Regions from separate parts of the Ovis aries genome. Here region 1 is linked to region 2. The links are chromatin contacts, called in public Hi-C maps. All regions are on one chromosome and are shown on one strand. The core of a region is the stretch at or near the end of the contact, and the rest is flanking DNA. Distances in the headings are between cores, read along the strand shown. Region 1 overlaps LOC132659308 (a long non-coding RNA gene). Region 2 holds the start of ITGA4 (integrin subunit alpha 4).

Region 1 (5,032 bases), core at 776-3,275, 190 kb after region 2:
CCTCGCATATGGGAAAGTCACATATCTGTCACTTCTATCTCATCCATCCCAATGGAAGATGCTATGCCCTTAAAACTAAGCTAGTCTAGCCTCAGTGTAACTCCTGTCTGCATCACTGCACATCTTTTCACAGTCCTACACACAAATGCCCCCACACTACCATCTCTCTCCACACCAGGCCTGCCCAAATGATATTTTCTGTGTTTTTGATCATTTATACCAGTGAATTCCACCTTGACTGAATATTAGAATCATCTCAGTAGCTTTTTTTTTTGAAAAATATTTGCTAATTGTATATTGATATAAGATGCCTTCATATCAGATGCCTCCATAGCTTTTAAACCATATAAATGTCTGGGTTTCACATAAATCAAATAAGATTTTCTTGGGGTGGCTATGGATATTCACTATTTCAGTGTGCAACTAAGGTTAAAAAAGTGAAAAATGGAAGTGTTAGTCACTCAGTTGTGTCCAACTCTTTGTGACTCCATGGACTGTAGCCGACTAGGCTTCTCTGTCCTTGGGATTCTCCAGGCAAGAATACTAGAGTATATACCTCCAGGAGATCCTCCCATTGAACCTAGATCCCCTGCATTGCAGGCAGATTTTTTACCATCTGAGGCCACCAGGGAAGCCCCAGGCTTGAAAATGACAAGCTTAAAATACACTTTCTTTAAATACCTGCCTGAGTCCTACTTTCAGAACTACATCAACTCATTTGGGTCTTATGATTGCCAGACTACCTACGTTATAATTCCTTCCATTTCTGTTATCATTTAGAATTATTTCCTATTTTCCCATTCATTCATTGATTGAGTTCTTGAGTACTTACTGAGTGCCTACTACTTGCAAAGGCTTATCTTAGGTCTGTCATACATACGTGTAATCTCTCTGCAACCAGCTGAAACAACCTTGAAGATATAAGTTATATCATATTTTCCCACTTACTAAAGCAGACCCAATATAGTTATAAGTGTGTGTGAGATCTCAATAAATACTTCTGATGAGTACCTGTGGTTTCATATTTTATTGTCTTAACCACTCATCTTTTCAGTACATATTTATTAAACTGCTAACTATGTGGAAGATACTTAGATAGATTTTTTTAAAGACTAATAGTCACCTTGAGTGACTGTCAAACATATTTATTTCTTTTGTGGCTTTCTGTTTTAATATGTTGCAGTAGCTTTTTTTTCTTTTCTATTGAACAACGCATCCTGATACCTTAAATTTATTAGATACTTCTTATATGCCAGACATTCTTCTGAATTATTTGCACTTAATTATCCAATAGCTCAGCCCCATGAGACAGCACCTGTACCTTCTGAGAGGAGAAATGACTGTTCCAAGCTACCCAGACAGTAAGAGGTCAAGCTGGGTCTCTAGCCCAGACAGCCTGGGCTCAGAGCCTACCACTATGTCTTCAGCAAAGAGACAGTTTTCTAAAGAGAGTTTTTAAGATGATGTCTCTTAAATTCAAGGAACATAGCTACAGTTTCCTAAGAGCTATTGGGTTATGTGTGTTTACTGACTTAATAGAAAAATTCTAAAATAATTGTATAGTAAAAACGGCCATTTGTTGTTGTTGTTCAGTTGCTATGTCATGTCCCATGGACTGTAGCACGCCAGGCTCCTCTGTCCTCCACTGTCCTGGAGTTTGCTCAAATTTTTGTCCACTGAGTTGGTGCAAAACTGCCATTACTGGCACTTAAATTGATTCTCAGGCAATGCCACTGACATCACTATAATATTTTGCAGAAAAAAAGTTCTAAGAAGTTCAGAAACCAATAGAAATAGCCTGATCATTTTAACAGTTTATCACTTTTATTATTAAACAATATTTTAATATAAATTTTATATCAAAATTTTAAAACAAATTTTACAACTGCCCACAGATGAGGTTACTAAGTGATTGGGAACAAACTTCTCCCTCTAACATCACATGATTTTTTTTTTAAGAGAAAAAAAGCAAAGGTTTCAGTTACTAAGTAAACAATCTATAAATGTACATCCTGTGTAAAGAAGCAGAGACTATGAAACCAGAGGATCCTCAAGACTGAAGAGCAGAGGACTCACAGCTATTTTATAAATACCTGTGTTCTTCTAGACATTTTCTTTCACCGTCTGTGTATCATTTTTCTCCCTCCCATTTCCGCACCTTTCCCATTTTTCAATACCTTTTCTATGTTTCATTTCTGAATCTCTTTTGCAGCTGTGAACAACATTCTCTTAAATATTATCTTAAGTTAAAGACATTACAGAAAGTTTTCAAAATGTCGATGTTCTTTTCCTTTCCTCGTTTATCTGCCTTGATCAGTCACTGTCTGCCCATCGACTCTCTTTTGTCCATCTTTGTGCCTTGGTAAATTCTCCACATCTCAGTCTCCAAGTATGTGAGATCACAAAGCAACTTTTTGCAATAAAAAACAACTCTTTATTAGAAACACCCAATTTAGGAGTTAGGAATTAGGTGTTCCTTCCTTGGTTAGTTGTAAATACTTTTCAAAACTCAGTATTTACTGAATAATTTCAGTATCAAGCTTCGCACCATATTTAAGCACAAATTAAGAACAGTTTTTGAAGTCTGATATTTAGGCAGAACTGATAATTAAATCAACAGTGAAAGGGAAAAGGACAAATAATATGAAAACTCTCACATCTGTTTACAAACTATGTATTAAACAAGCAGAAACATTTTGACTGAATTTTCTGTAAGGGACTAGATATAATCTTCCAGGTCTAATTAATCCTGCTCAGAAAATACTAAAATTTTGACACTGGCAAAGAAAATTCAGGTTAGCTTCTTCTTTTTTTAAATATAAATTTATTTATTTTAATAATGAAGTGGATGAAACTGGAGCCTACTATACAGAGTGAAGTAAGCCAGAAAGAAAAACACCAACACAGGGTAGCTTCTTCTTGGACTCTATGAACTCGGCATTTAGGACAACACTTTCAAAAGGTGGCTTGCTTATGGAAACAAACTATCCAGAAGCCCCACTGATGGTTTGTTCATCAGGCTCAATAGTGAACACCCATGGTAAACAAGACTTTTCCTACTTTTGTGGTCAAAGGCAGAAGATGTTGATTTCTAAGTCACAGGAAAAACAAGTATTCTTACCTTCCCAAATATGCAAGAAGTTCCTGGTTAGTGCTTGTGTGTGTGTGTGTATGTGTAACTGGTATAACAAACAGTATGGTCACTTTGTCTGAAGTACTCAAGATCCTTGAAAGACAAACCTAAAACTATCAGAGATAAATATGTCCACTTCACACAGAGAAATGGAGATACAACTGAGAAATGAGAACTCTCAGCAAGAATTATATTTATGTATACTTACTTTTGGGGGGGGGCCTTAATATATGATTTGCAACACATCGTTCGGATCTAAAATCATGTTATCTTGAGTTTCCCTATTCAATACTATGAATTGTTAAATTAATAAGATTAGCAAGTTTTTGCAACATTAGCTTAATAATCTCTTTTAAGGGTGAAATTATATTTGTATTTTATTTGTCCAGGGAAGTAATAAACTTGCTATACTGTAATGGAACTTTAGAATAGCCTTGCTCACAGCTGTCAAGAGATAGAAAAAAACAGAAATAGTCTTATCCATAATTGATCATCTTTTAACTGATAGCTTTACATCTCCAACGGGCACTAATGCTCTCCTTTATCTACACTCACACTACCAACTGAACACTTAACTATGAAGTGAGGAAATATCAAGACTTGATCTTTCCTTACAGACCCCATTTTGTCAACATACATCAACTGTTTTAACACATGCTCCTCAAGATAAGAAAGCACACCGCACTGCAGACGTATATATATATATATATATACACACACTAAATTGGTGAAACAGCTTCAAACTGTCACCATGCTCTCCAAACCACAAACAGTGCCTTCACTCTGCAGGGAGAGCAACGGACATGTTTTAAGCAATTCTCTTGTACAACAGCTTCTCTTCTATTGACAGTTACTCTGAGCCTCTGCCCTGGACTGACGGTAAAGGACACTGTTCGCAGTCACCTTTTATGCTTCTTACCTGCTGATTCCCCTGTAATCCCTCTGAGCAATCGGTAAGAGGATTCAGGAGCACACAACTATACTTCGTGCATTGGGTCCACAAGGAACCTTTTGTTTCCAAAAAGGTATTTAACTAAGTCCACTAGCACCTGTCAGTTTAAATCAGGGAATTTACCAAGGCAAATCATACTTCATATTCAGCATGATTTCTGCCTCCAATGATAGCGGTAAATAGCTCACACTTTTTCTAGAAATGCACTCCTTCTTTAAGGTGGACTGTTGATACTGATGATTAATTTAAAGGTGAAAATTCCAATATTTTTAAAATTCCCAAATTCAAAGTAAATTGTAATGAGCAAATAACAATTTCTGAGGTCATGATGACTCCAGTTTGTATTCCATGGAAGACCCACTGTGGCCTTAGACTACTCATCTAATATCTCTGAGATTCATTTTTTCAATAAAAATGGGGAGAAAGATACCCACTTCATACCTTTGGTGTGGGGTTTAAGTGAGGTCAAGCGTCTGCCGTACTGTGAACACACAGTAAATTTTAGCCCTTTTCCCTCATGTGGAAAAACAATACTAAGTTTACAAGCTGTATTTACCTTTGAACAACTTTATTATTATTATTATTATTGAGGAAAACTACCAAGTTTAAATTATAATATAAGGAAATAAAATTCCTGAGGCAATTTTTAGGGCTTTTTACTTTCTGAAATAACACATATGATGATTTTACTGTGTTTGAACTATAATTTAAGACATAGGAATAATTTAAATCCAAACAACTACTTAAGGTTTATTATTCAAGGTTCAGTGGTAAAATGGGAAAAAGTTGCATATTAAGTATAGTTGTCACTTAAAACCTTATTTTCTTTTCTAGTATAATGAACCTGCATTTATGGTCAGAAAAATCTAACGTCCTCCCCAAGCTCATGAAAAAGAATCTAAAACTCATCATCACTACCCAAACAGAAAAGAGACTTTTTAAACTTT
Region 2 (5,414 bases), core at 1,842-4,341:
GAAATAGATCCAGTGCCATTCCAGACAGGAAGTAGGGGATAAATACCAGTGGTTGTAATGTCATGAATCAGGAAACTATGACAGGACAGCAAAATAAAACATTTCCCTCCCGAGACCTTGTCAAGATCCTCTGGCAGATCAAAGCTGTCTGCTCTGCTCCCGAATTCTTCATCCCTCAAGTCTCTTAGGAAAAGACAATTATGCTTTGCAGAGTTATTCCAAATGCATAGGTCTGTGAATGTGTTATGCTTTCCTAGTCTGCCTTTTGGGATGGAAGATGCTTAATAAGAGAGTGGGACTTACTCTATGCAGTGCAGACCACTCCTAAACTCTTATAAATGTTCTCTGAGTCAAAAATAAAATTCCATTATGTGCATATTGTATTTGAATTTACTGTCAATGAAGGGAAGAAGTATTCCAGTTTGAGAAAAAGCAAAGACTACTATGTAAAAAAAGGGGAGAGGGTATTAAAGATGCAGTGATTCACTTATCCCCAAAACCCATGGATAATAAAGATAAATAGAAAAAAGATACTAAGTATAACCATTTATTCACCATTCACAGGTAACTCACCAGCTCAGCAGACACTATGTCGGACTCTTCAGTGAATTTTATTTGCATTGAAGATATATACGTGACTGGAAATGGCTTGGACTTTGGACCCAAGCAGGCCTTTTCCAGCAGTCATGTATGGATGTGAGAGTTGGAGTATAAAGAAAGCTGAGCACTGAAGAATTGATGCTTTTGAACTGTGGTGTTGGAGAAGACTCTTGAGAGTCCCTTAGACAGCAAGAAGATCAAACCAGTGAATCCTAAAGGAAATCAGTTCTGAATATTCTTTGGAAGGACTGATGCTGAAGCTGAAACTCCAATACTTTGGCCACCTGATGTGAAGAACTGACTCACTGGAAAAGACCCTGATCCTGGGAAAGATTGTAGGCTGGAGGAAAAGGGGACAACAGAGGATGAAATGGTTGGATGGCCTCACCAACTGGATGGACATGAGTGTGAGCAAGCTCTAAGAGTTGGTAATAGACAGGGAAGCCTGGTGCGCTGCAGTCCATGGGGTCACAAAGAGTTGGACACGACTGAGTGACTGAACTGAACTGAGGCCTGACTTTGACTTGCAGTCCCATCTTCCACTCACTAGCTGAGTAACTTTAGAAAATGTCCTTGCAACACTCTGAACCACATGTAAAGAGTCCTCACATGTAAAGTAAGAACAATGCCACCAATGGCCCAGTGTTGTTTTCTGGAAAAGAAGCAACATATAGGGCAGTTCCTAACAATGTTTGAAGCAATATAGGGTCTGAATTAATATTAGTTCCCCTTTCTTCCCCCATGTGTCTGTGCAAAGCAAATTTGCTGTTGACTTTGAAACATGAATTTTCTTCAGAATGCATTTTTAGAGACATTAAGAAATCAAGAGTCTTTGAAGAGAAAAATTAATAATTATACATTAAACCTCATTTTATTAATACTTCTATTAATGGTGGAGATGCCAATTTTTTCTTGTGCTCTCCTTTTATATTTCATATCTTAAGTAAAACTAGATTATTTTCTTTTTAAGTCCTTAGACTAAATGACAGGGTATGGGATCAATTCCAACTGCTATTCCTGATCTGCCCCTTAGCCTGTTCTTTAACAAGGTTGGTAGGTCAAAGATAGAAATAAAATTCTCAAGTCTTGGCTTCGCTGGATCCTGTCATTAATGTGCTGAGAGATTTTAAGATGTGTTTTAAGATGGAAATAAAATTCTCAAGTCTTGGCTTCTCTGGATCCTGTCATTAATGTGCTGAGAGATTTTAAGATGTGTTTTACACATGGGGGGTGGGGGCAGGAGGAGGGGGAGAGAGAGAGGTCAAGGGAAGGTCTAAGGAGGTGTCAGAAATTTTCCTTCTATGTAGTTTTGTCAGAATACTACAATCACTGTCATAAGCAAAAGGGAGAAAAACACTGGCAGAAAGGAGACCTCTTTTATGTTAAGAAGGGAACGTGGTGTTGAGTTAACAGTGAAAATCATCCCCTTTAAAGATGAGAATAGGCAATACGAGTTTTTTCCAGGACTTGTCCGCCGTGGAGTCCACAGGAGTGGGGTGAGGGCTTACTAGCTCCCGTCCCCAGATCCCACTCACCTAGCTGGAGCTGTTCACAGGTCCTGGCTGGATTCTTCCCAATCTTGCATCTGTAAATAGCCCCAGGTTTGACCACTGACGTGTTGGAGAGCCAGTTGGCAGTGGGCGCCCCGACTACGAGCCTGAGAAGAGAAACGCGCACGTGGGTGCAGATGTTAGCCTTGCTGCCCACTAAACCCCGGGTCTCCGCAGAGGCAGCCGGGCCGCTCCCGCCGCCTCTGCCTCCGCCCACCACCCCAGCACTCAACCCGCCACCCCAAACTTCAGGGCCTGGCGCCAGAACGCACCCCGGCTGCTGCCACCCCAAGATGAGTTCGTTTCCCAAGCGCTTCTCCAGCGAGCTGGGTTCCCTCCTGCCTTCTCTAGTGGGAGGAAAGTTTGAATCAGGCAGGGGATCCCCGAGGCGCTTTTCGCTAGCTGCCCTGAGATGCCAAAGGCTCCCGCGTCCGACCCTACTCACCATCGGTTCTCCCCGTGGCTGTGCAGCACCACCGAGTAGCCAAACAGGGTGTTGGGGGGTCCCTTGTAGAGCAGCGCACTCTCCGTGTCCACGTTGTAGGGGCGCCCGGTCGGGACCCCCGAGCACAACAGAAACATCACCGCCTCCCAGACGGCGGCCCCTCGGGGGCCCGGCCTTCGCCTCGCTTCCACAGCCATGAGCTCTCGGAGCGGAACATTCAACACTCAACCGCCACTCTCCGTCCCGAAGCTGCGCGGGATGCGACGGCTGGCCGAGGGGAAGGGCGCCCCGAGAGAAGAGGCTCAGCGTGTCCGGCGCCGGCGGGCGGGAGGGAAGAAGAGAGGGAGGAGGGCAGGGACCCAGAGAGGGAGGGGAAGTCGGGCTGCGGCGGGCGGAGCAATCCGAGATGGCAAGGGATAGGACGCGCCCGCAGATCCCCACGCCGGATTCTGCGGCCGGGAGGTGCGGTGACCGTGAGCCCCGGGGCGCGGGCCTCTGGGTGGGGTGCCGGGCGTGGTGCGGAGTCGCGGGACCCAGCGCTGACTCCCGGCACGCGTGACTGTAGGGGGCGCTGGGGGACCTTGGCTGCGCAGCGCGCGCCCAGGCCGGGCCTCCCGGCACTGCAGGAGTTGAGCTGGACCGGGCCAGGGCTTCGCCTTAACCGCGGTTGGGGCCTCAATCCTACCGACCGCGCGCGCCCACTATGAGCGTTGAGGCTCCTGCACGGTGTGGCCCAGAGGCCAGCCACAAACCTGGGCACCGCATGGACTGCGAAGGAACTGCCCTGAACCTTCGTTGCTATTTCAGCACTACACCTGGTTTGGGGGGTGGGGGGTTAATAAGCAACCACTAGAAAAACTAACCAGGGAGCCACACACACACACGCAGAACACTCCCTGAAGGCGCCCAAGATACATTTTGGTGAAAAAGACGTTATGGTATTTAAGACTTCCACTTTCTTCCTCGCCTTACTTCCTCTTTAGTCCGGGCTGCTTGCTTGGAGCAGTGGCTCTAGCTGAAAGGCAGGGTGGGGCAGAAGGTTTAGGCTGTGGCTCTGTTCAAGGGCCAGGTTGGGGTAAGGAAACACTTGCCTCGTTTCCACTGAATCTGATGCTCCCCCTTTCCACACATCCGATCAGTTCCACCGGATACGCGAGCCATCGGGGCTTAGGTCAAGACAGCGTAATGAGCCTCTGAAAATGTGCTGGGGAACCGCAGCACACCACACTAAACTGGGTTTGACTCTTGTCCCGATTAAGCCAGGTGTACCTCAGGTTTCTTTCTAGTGCAGCTGGATAGCCATAGATGATTAGGGTGGTATTTGCAGGAGAGGCAGGTCTAGATATTATTTGGGTTTCCCTGGTGGCTCAGATGGTAAATAGTTAGCCTGCAATGCAGGAGACCAGGGGTTGATCCCTGGGTCGGGAAGATCCCCTAGAGAGGGGAATGGAAAGTAAAAACAAAAGAAGAAAAAGCTTTCTTTATATAGTATGTGTGTGCGCGCGTTAAAACCATATTGAAGCAGTACCTCTCAAGTTGTAAAAGTAGACACATGATTAAAATACTTGTTCATTTATTTAGCATATTAATTGAGCAGGCATTTTGCCAGGCCCACAGGATGCCATAGGGAACAAGGCAGGGCAAGTTTTCAGGAAAAATTTTGGCTAGGTGGTAGACAGACAAATGTTTATTGACTGGAGAAAGTTCTGGATGTTTTAGGGACACTTAGAGTTGAAGGAGAAGCACAGTTGTTAGGCTAACCACTTTGAGAGAAAAGATGAAGGGCAGCAGGGCCAGGTAGAGGAATGGGAAGAGATGGCCTTTGCTGGAGTGGTTAGCGGCCCCCACACAGGATAGTGTCATATGAGGTTGACTAGGGAGGTGGGGACATATTGTGAACCTCCAAAACCAGTTTAAGAATTTATAAATCTGTGCTGGAGCTAGTAGGCAGCTGTTGGAGGACTGGTCTTGGTCAGCTGTGAGTTTCAGAAGTGTGAAGAAAAAGCTGAAGACAGAAAGCCTAACTTTGCAGGCTTCTGCAGTAGTGAGTGGTGAGATGAGAGTGGCCTGAACTAGGAAGGAGCAGAAAAAAGAGTTTCAAGAGGTAGCTGAGGATAGAACCCAACAGAATTTGGTGACTGGGGCTTCCCTAATGCTCAGTGGTAAAGAACCCACCTGCCAATGCAGGAGACAAGGGTTTGGGTTCGATTCCTGGATCTGGAAGATTCCCTAGAGAAAGGAATAGCTATCCACTCCAGTATTCTTGCCTGGGAAATCCCACGGACAGAGGAGCCTGGCAGGCTATCTATAGTCCATGGGGTTGCAAAGTGTCGGACACAATTTAGCAACTAAATAACAACAGAATTAGGTAAATACGAATGTGGGGCTGAGAGGAAGGAGTCAGGATGCCCAAGTTTCAAGTTTGGGATCTGGGAATATGATGCTAATTCACAGAGAAAAACACTGGGGGAATAAGGTTATGCGTGTGTGTGTGTGTGTGTGTGTGTGAGAGAGAGAGAGAGAGAGAGAGACAGAGACAGAGAGACAGAGAGACAGAGACTGTATAGCTGGGGGGCAATGGTAGATTTAATTTTAGACAGGTGGAGTTTGAGATATTGTGGAGTGTTAGTATATTCTAGCCAAACCCAACCCAATTATTTTTACTCTTCTGTCAACAGATAAAACAAGGGGACTAGTAATCCTCTCTTATTATTTTCAATAAGGTAATTAAAAGGCAAATAATGGTGAGTGATAAATCTATTGTAAGCATGAAATGAAATGGCTTCCAGCAAAGTAGCTTTAAGGGCCCATGGTAAATG

Evidence for each region. A called contact is a pair of places that touch in the nucleus more often than the background predicts.
Region 1: a Hi-C map of blood shows a contact between it and region 2, with 3 times the contacts expected there. The contact joins the enhancer-like site here to the promoter of ITGA4 in region 2. A contact is called at or near these places in 3 of 16 Hi-C or Micro-C datasets (all in blood).

The regions. Positions count from the first base shown.
Region 1 is chr2:128,562,241-128,567,272 of ARS-UI_Ramb_v3.0, forward strand. The region is part of intron 1 of LOC132659308 (a long non-coding RNA gene); the gene reads right to left. Among named protein-coding and RNA genes, the nearest start is that of ITGA4, 190 kb to the left of the region's middle. Within about 2 kb of position 2,026, at least 4 of the 54 cell types and tissues checked have an H3K27ac peak or open chromatin away from gene starts, as enhancers often do.
Region 2 is chr2:128,373,392-128,378,805 of ARS-UI_Ramb_v3.0, forward strand. ITGA4 (integrin subunit alpha 4) reads right to left here and starts at 3,092. Exons shown (of 28, transcript XM_004004537.6): 1 at 2,596-3,092; 2 at 2,136-2,257. The coding sequence starts at 2,792.